Regions from separate parts of the Macaca mulatta genome. Here region 2 is linked to region 1. Evidence: chromatin contacts called from public Hi-C data. All regions are on one chromosome and are shown on one strand. Each heading gives the region's core, a stretch centred on a gene start, on an enhancer-like site or on the middle of the called end of the contact. The rest is flanking DNA. Distances are from core to core; before and after follow the strand shown.

Region 1 (3,163 bases), core at 357-2,856:
TCAGCACCCCTCACGCCCCCAGCTCTCACCCTCGTTAGAATCCACCGGGATCCTCCTGCCTCCTCACCCCCTCCCGCCCCCGCGGGCCTGTTAACCCGGAGCAGATTTGGGAAGGGAAATGTGGCTAATATCTCTAGCAGCTGTCAAAGGAGGGACCTTCCTTCAAAGGGACTGGACAGGGATCCTCCACAAGTTCTCCATTAGTCTAGCACGCCAGCAATTTGATAAGGAGCCTGGACCTCCTGCTACAAGTTGCCACTCAGTCAGAAAGTCCGGTGTCCGGGTGTCTGGATGCGCGGAGTGGCCCCAGCTTCGCGGGCCGCAGCCCCCGCCGCCCACCCAGCGGGCTTGGTGCGGACGCGCGTCCTGGAACCCAGCAGGAGGCAGGGCAGAGGCTTGGGCCGCGGCAGCGGGGCGTGCAGAGGGCTACCCTGGCCCTCACCTGGCCTTCCTGGGGCGTGTGTTAAAGAGTTAGACCAAAGTGTTGCAAACGATGGGGGCAGCAGCGGGGCCCGTCCCGGTTACAGCTGCAGCCATCAACTCTGGGCGTCGCGCGCCAGGGCGGGCCCCCTCCCTCCGGGCCCGGGCCGGGAGAAGGTGCCGCGCGGGGGAAATGCTGGTCTGATGGGGGAGGCCGGTCAGATTGTGATGAGAATGGAGACCGTCGGGGCAGTGTTTGAAGGGAGGTTTTAATATTAATAGTTTCGGTGTAGAGACAGAAGGGAGATTGCGTCTACGGCTCCTCCGGGCAGACTCTGGGTGACAGGGATGATGGATGATCCGGCAGAGCCCAACAGCTCCTCCCCCCCCAGCCCCAACAGTGTCAAAGCTACTTTAGTTGAAGCTTTAGAAATAAAATAAACAGCATCGCCATCCCCCTTACTCTTAGTACACCTCCACCCTCACCCCCCGCTTTCCGACATCGATTTATGGATCATTATGAATCAATTACTGCTCTCAATACCTTCCCATTGGCTTAAATAAAACAGTCGAAAGATGAAAACGCGGGGTTCGGTGGAGATTTTTTTCCCTGACAAGAACAATCGCAAAATCCATTATCTCATAATCAGAGGCTCTGGGTGAGGAGGTGAAGAGAAAGGACCGGGTCACCCAGTAAATAACTGGGGGGAATGTAGGAAGGGGGGGGTGTCGCCCAGATGCTGCCTTTGTTTTCTTTCAGATGGGTTTGCTTGGTTTGTTGTTTGTTTGGGGTTTGGGGAGCGGGGTAAACTCGCGTGAGAATTAGATGCCTACAAGTTTCGTGACCTAATTATTTAACTCCTTTGGAGAGACCCCTCTGAATGCGTGTCTCGGCAAACATCAGATGTTGTTGGTAGTGAGGTCACACATGGGAAAAGGTGTGGAGGAATGGGTCCGTCTGGAGGGCGGATTTTCACTTTGTTGTGAGCAACTGTGCGCGGGAGGGTTGGCCGCCGGGTGGGGAGACCGTCCCTCTCCCCTGGCCCCCCGCCGCTGGCTGTTTTTGTCGTTGGAACTGGTTTGGATCTGGGGCTGGCCGTCCCCTTTCGCCCCCACCCCCACCTCGGCCGCCCGAGGCTTTTCTTCCCTCTCCTGCCTCTTCCGCGGCGGGGCTCGAGGTTCTCTAGGTGTTTCTATGACTACATTGTGTGTGTGGGAGGGTCAGACGTGGGGGTTGCCCGCGAGAGGGCCGTTCCTGGGCGATCATTTATCAATGTCACCCACATAATGATCCTCTCTGCAGCCTCCTATTGATGAGGATAATTACATTAGCTCAGAGTGACTGATCAATGAAAACCCACCACACAAAAACTTCTTTACTCCTCTATAATACCAAAAACCGATACAGAAATAACATAGAAAGCCTGATTTTCTTTCCCTTCCCTGTCCACCAATGGATTCTGCCCCCTCTGACACCCCCCCCCCCCGCCACCCCCCCAAAAAAGGACGGAGGAGTAAAGTAAGAAACTAGACCCAGGTTTGTTTCGTTTAAAGGAGGATGCAATTCTGTTCGTGAATGCATTTTCTCTAAATGTTGGCTTCATCCCTCCTTTGGTAGAGACTATCAACGGATTTGCTAATGTGAGTTGCTTTCAGACTAGTCTGTGGTTTTGCTTTTTATTTCTTTCCTCCCCTTTGGGCATTTTTTTTTTTCTGCTTCAAAAAAGGAGATAATTCTTTCTACAAATATCTAGTAAAAGAAATTCCTCTAGGTCCTCTTTTTAAAAAGCGTTTGCCTAAGTCGGGTTATCTTTTGTCTTTATCACTTCATAAAGTAGAGCAATTAAAGATGTGATGTTGCATGGGCAGAAAGGGTGGATCCATTATACGGCGACATAATACGCCATATTCTAGCATGAAAGTTTGAAGCTAAATTACGATTTCGCTTTTTCTAGACTAAAAAATCAATATTTTCTCAATTAAAGCGAATTTTAATGCTTTACTTGCTAGTTGTTAAAGGCGCTGTAAATTTTATTGTAATGCTTCTTGACTTCGGAGTAGATGCAGGAGATGGGATGATTCTCGTGGTCTTTTTCCTCTCGGGGAACCTAGCCCAGGAACATCCCATGGTTTCATATCAAATTGAAGCAACAAAGGTAAGAAGGGTTCTGAGAGGGACGGGGCAAAAGGTGGAGAGCCCGCCAAGGACGCCCACCAGCGCCAGAGGCCATTGTCTTGTATATTTTCACCTCTCTGTGTCCTGCCTCCTGAAAGTGACAGAGGTGTCCATTTTACTCTAATCTTTCTCAAAGGGGAGCACGTTCGACTCACATCTGCTCTTTAATGGTCAGAAAAGGAGTTGCATTTGGGGAGCATTCTAAACCCTTCCCAGGGTCCCCCTGTTCTCTTCCTTCTCCTTATTTAACCAAATGCTAACTCGGAACTGGCTCTTTCACCAATTTGGCCATATTTTATGTGTTCTGGCTTCTATACCAGAAATCATTCGCCACCCTCAGGAGCATTCCCTGTTTACAGACGTTTTCTCCTTTCACAAGTCCCACCTAGTAAAAGTTCCCGCAGAGAATTAACTGTGGTGTGTTAATAGCCCAGGTCTGCTACTGCTCTCTTCTGCAAAGCTGAAATCTGGTAACGAGGAATATGGCATTGAACTAATGCTGGGAGCTGTTCAAGGTCAGCAGAAGCCCAAAGACTGGAGAATTCTAAGGCCCAGTGACTTGATGGG
Region 2 (3,163 bases), core at 184-2,683, 210 kb before region 1:
TGCCGATGAGGAACAACTTTGGGTTTTTTTTAGTTATTTTTTTCTTCTGTTTCCTATTGAGGGTCTGGGAGTCACTAAAAGCAGCTTGAGCTGGGATCAGGGCTGCTTCTGTCGGCCAGGAAGTCCTAATCACCCACTTCTTAATTCTCTGTAAATAAAGGGGGCAGACCTTGAAGTGCAGCGAGGTGGAAGGGACTGTTGCTTGCTTGGAGCCGCTCTTAGGGGGAGTAAGGAAGATGGCTGGAAATTATTTTATATTCTGAGAGCACTTGGCGAGGGGTGGGATGCAGGATCCTAACGTGTACCACACGGGCTCTTCCGGCTGAGGGTAGGTGGGAAAAGCGACGGGATGCCGAGGGGAGGGGACAGTGGGTAAACAGCAACTGAGCCCCAAGCCAGAGGCCGCAAGCATCCCGAAGTGTGGCTAAGCCGCCCGGAGGAACACAAAGGGCATACGCGCACGCACACTTACAAGTTTTAAAACGCGATTTATTTATTTTTGTCTCCTGTAACGCTGAGAGAAATGTGGTCTTTGGAAGGAAGCTCTACAGCTTGTAACCTTCCTATTATTTCGGCCCCCACACTGGGGCTTTAGTAGAAGTGGAGCAAATAAGTTTATAAGGCAAGGGGGTGGAGAGATTAGAAGAGCATTCTCTTGCATTTAGGAAATGTCACTCCCGTGTGTCTGTAGGTGAAGCCTTCGGCCTCGTCTGAAATGCCCATTAAAATACAGAGTTAAAACTATATTTTTAAAATTTCCAACAGTGTTCCTTTCTTGGGAGATCAGGGCTGGGTCTCAGGGGTTGGTTCGGCGGCCTCCGTAGTGTGGGGAGTGGATCAGAATCGACTCAGGGCTCCAGACTGCCTGAGCGACTCCGATGTTTCATTACGTTCCAACTGAGGCTGTTTTTATTTGTCGGGCTGCAGTGGTCGAGGGCTTCTCTGGCCAGATCTGAGGGACTTCTGAGCTGCGGGAGAGGGCCAGGCCCTTTTCCCTTTCTGTTTCTGGCTTAGGCTCGGCTGATGGAGGAAGGGTTGTAAAGTGTGTTGCGTGCCTGTTGTATTAAAGAAGGACTCCACACCCTCCAAACTTGTTGATTACAGTTCTTGCTCCTTCCCCTCTGCACCCCGTCTCTGTGTGTGTGTCTGCCTGGCGCTGCCCGTTAGGCACCCGTTGTTTCCTCTGTTAGCTCTGGTCTTTGAGAAGTGCGAGCTGGCGACCTGCACTCCCCGAGAACCTGGAGTGGCCGGCGGAGACGTCTGCTCCTCAGACTCCTTCAACGAGGACATCGCGGTCTTCGCCAAGCAGGTCCAGCCTTCTTGATCCACTCATCTTCGGGCAGTCCCTCACTACCCCTCCCCTTTCCTCGGAGCTTTACTTGAAAGGAGGAAAGGCCAGGGACACCCGATCTGTTCCTCTGGCCCTGTCCGCTCTCTATGCCTCCTCCCCATCCCTGAGCCTGGGGGCGAATTGGAAGTGGAGATAAATATGGGTGTTTGTTTTCCCCCCCAGCAGGAATACGGGGTCTCGACCCTCGAATTAAAGTTGACCTGCTCCTAATCTGGGGCTTGGCCTTTTTCCCCGCCTCCAGCTACTTGAACAAGAATTGGGGAGAGGGGCTGTGAGGGACCCGGTAGTGCCCGGGAGGCAAGGAAGCTGGGCGCCTCTCCGAGCGGTCCCTGGCAGCAGTGGAGAGCCACAGCCTCTTGGACGGCTGGATAAGGGGATACTTGGGGCCCTAAGAACGACCCTGAGTTGCTGGTTACAGCTTAGTGATACCAGCTCCCCCTTAATGGGGTCAGGACCAGAATGCCCTGATTCTTCTTCAGCGACCCCACTAATTTAAGGCACCAGTTTTTCCTTGTATTTTGCCAAAGCCCCTTTCCTCTTCTCCACCATTGCCCCTTCACCGTCCCCATTCTCACATTTCGGTTTTCTTATTTTAAATGGGGTGACCGTTCAAGCTGACTTTCTCTGTTTCTTACAGGTTCGCGCCGAAAAGCCCCTTTTTTCCTCAAATCCAGAGCTGGACAATTTGGTAAGGCTCTCTGTTCCTTGTTTTTCCCCAGCCTTTGCCCTCTCCCATGCCCAGAAGCACCCACTTTCTGCTGGAGCTCTGGGGAGTTAGAACAGAACCCTCTTTTGGAGCTCTAGGGAGAGAGGGAGGAAGGGCGCAGCCTACAGCCCCCGCACGGGAGCTGGCGAGCGAGGAGCAGGATGAACGTGGTGGGGAGCGAAGCCCAGGGAGGCCAGAACGGGAGACCAAGCGCCGAGAGCGCGAGCAGGGGATGTTTCCCAGGTCTCGGCCCCAGGAGTAAACTGCGAGAAGTGAGTTATTTCCTCTGTTTGCCGGGGCAGGCGGCCGAGCCCCGGGCGGCTAACCCGAAGGATGTAACCGCTGGCACTGCTGAGGGCGGGCTGGGGGTGGGGGCTGGGGGGCGGTGAGGGGCAGGCCAGCGCAGGCCACTTTTAGGTGCGATTCTTTTGCTAATTTGCACGATTTCAATATTAAAAGTACTTAAATCCGCTTTCAAAGGCCCTGCCTCAGCATTCATCTTGAGTATTTCCTTCTTTAGTGAGGAAGGATTTCGCTGGGTATGCTGTTCTAAAAAGCTTTTTCTGTCCTGAGAAGCGACCTTTTTTTTTTTTTTTTTTTTTTTTAATTGTCCTGAGGTCGAGGGAGGGGATGTTTAAAGAGGACTAAAAGGAGAAAAAAGGCCTGGCCCGAGGAAAGCAGTCCTTACAAATAGCACAGTGAACATCAGGGGGAAAGATATTAGTGCTTAAGCTCAGGTTGAGTCAGATTCCTACCCCGTGGCCAATGAGGCAGAGATGATCAGTAATCACTTGATTTTTCTGACTATTTCTTGATCTTTAAGTTTTTCCTGGTCACCTGCCCGTTTCTTCTCCCCCGCCCAATTTTCCCACCACCATCGTCACCCCACTCCCAACCCCAAGACAGGACCTCGGAGTCACACAGCTCTAACTCCATTCCCTGAACTTTGCTTTCAGATGATACAAGCAATACAAGTCCTAAGGTTTCATCTTTTGGAGTTAGAAAAGGTAAGCAGGAAATAACACTCCCGGTGTTGATTAAACCACTTCCCTCTTCTAGTTGAGTTGGGATGTTTTTAACAAGCCTCTAGTATGAAGGATTGAGCA

The links. A called contact is a pair of places that touch in the nucleus more often than the background predicts.
Region 2: a Hi-C map of fetal cortical plate shows a contact between it and region 1, with 5 times the contacts expected there. The contact joins two enhancer-like sites. A contact is called at or near these places in 7 of 14 Hi-C or Micro-C datasets (blood, cortical neurons, fetal cortex germinal zone and 4 more).

Annotation. Positions count from the first base shown.
Region 1 is chr7:14,213,279-14,216,441 of T2T-MMU8v2.0, reverse strand. No RefSeq gene overlaps it. Among named protein-coding and RNA genes, the nearest start is that of MEIS2, 220 kb to the left of the region's middle. Within about 2 kb of position 1,606, at least 7 of the 40 cell types and tissues checked have an H3K27ac peak or open chromatin away from gene starts, as enhancers often do.
Region 2 is chr7:14,424,106-14,427,268 of T2T-MMU8v2.0, reverse strand. MEIS2 (Meis homeobox 2) reads left to right here. Exons shown (of 13, transcript XM_077938694.1): 3 at 1,168-1,309; 4 at 1,989-2,039; 5 at 3,014-3,064. Among named protein-coding and RNA genes, the nearest start is that of MEIS2, 5.3 kb to the left of the region's middle. Within about 2 kb of position 1,433, at least 6 of the 40 cell types and tissues checked have an H3K27ac peak or open chromatin away from gene starts, as enhancers often do.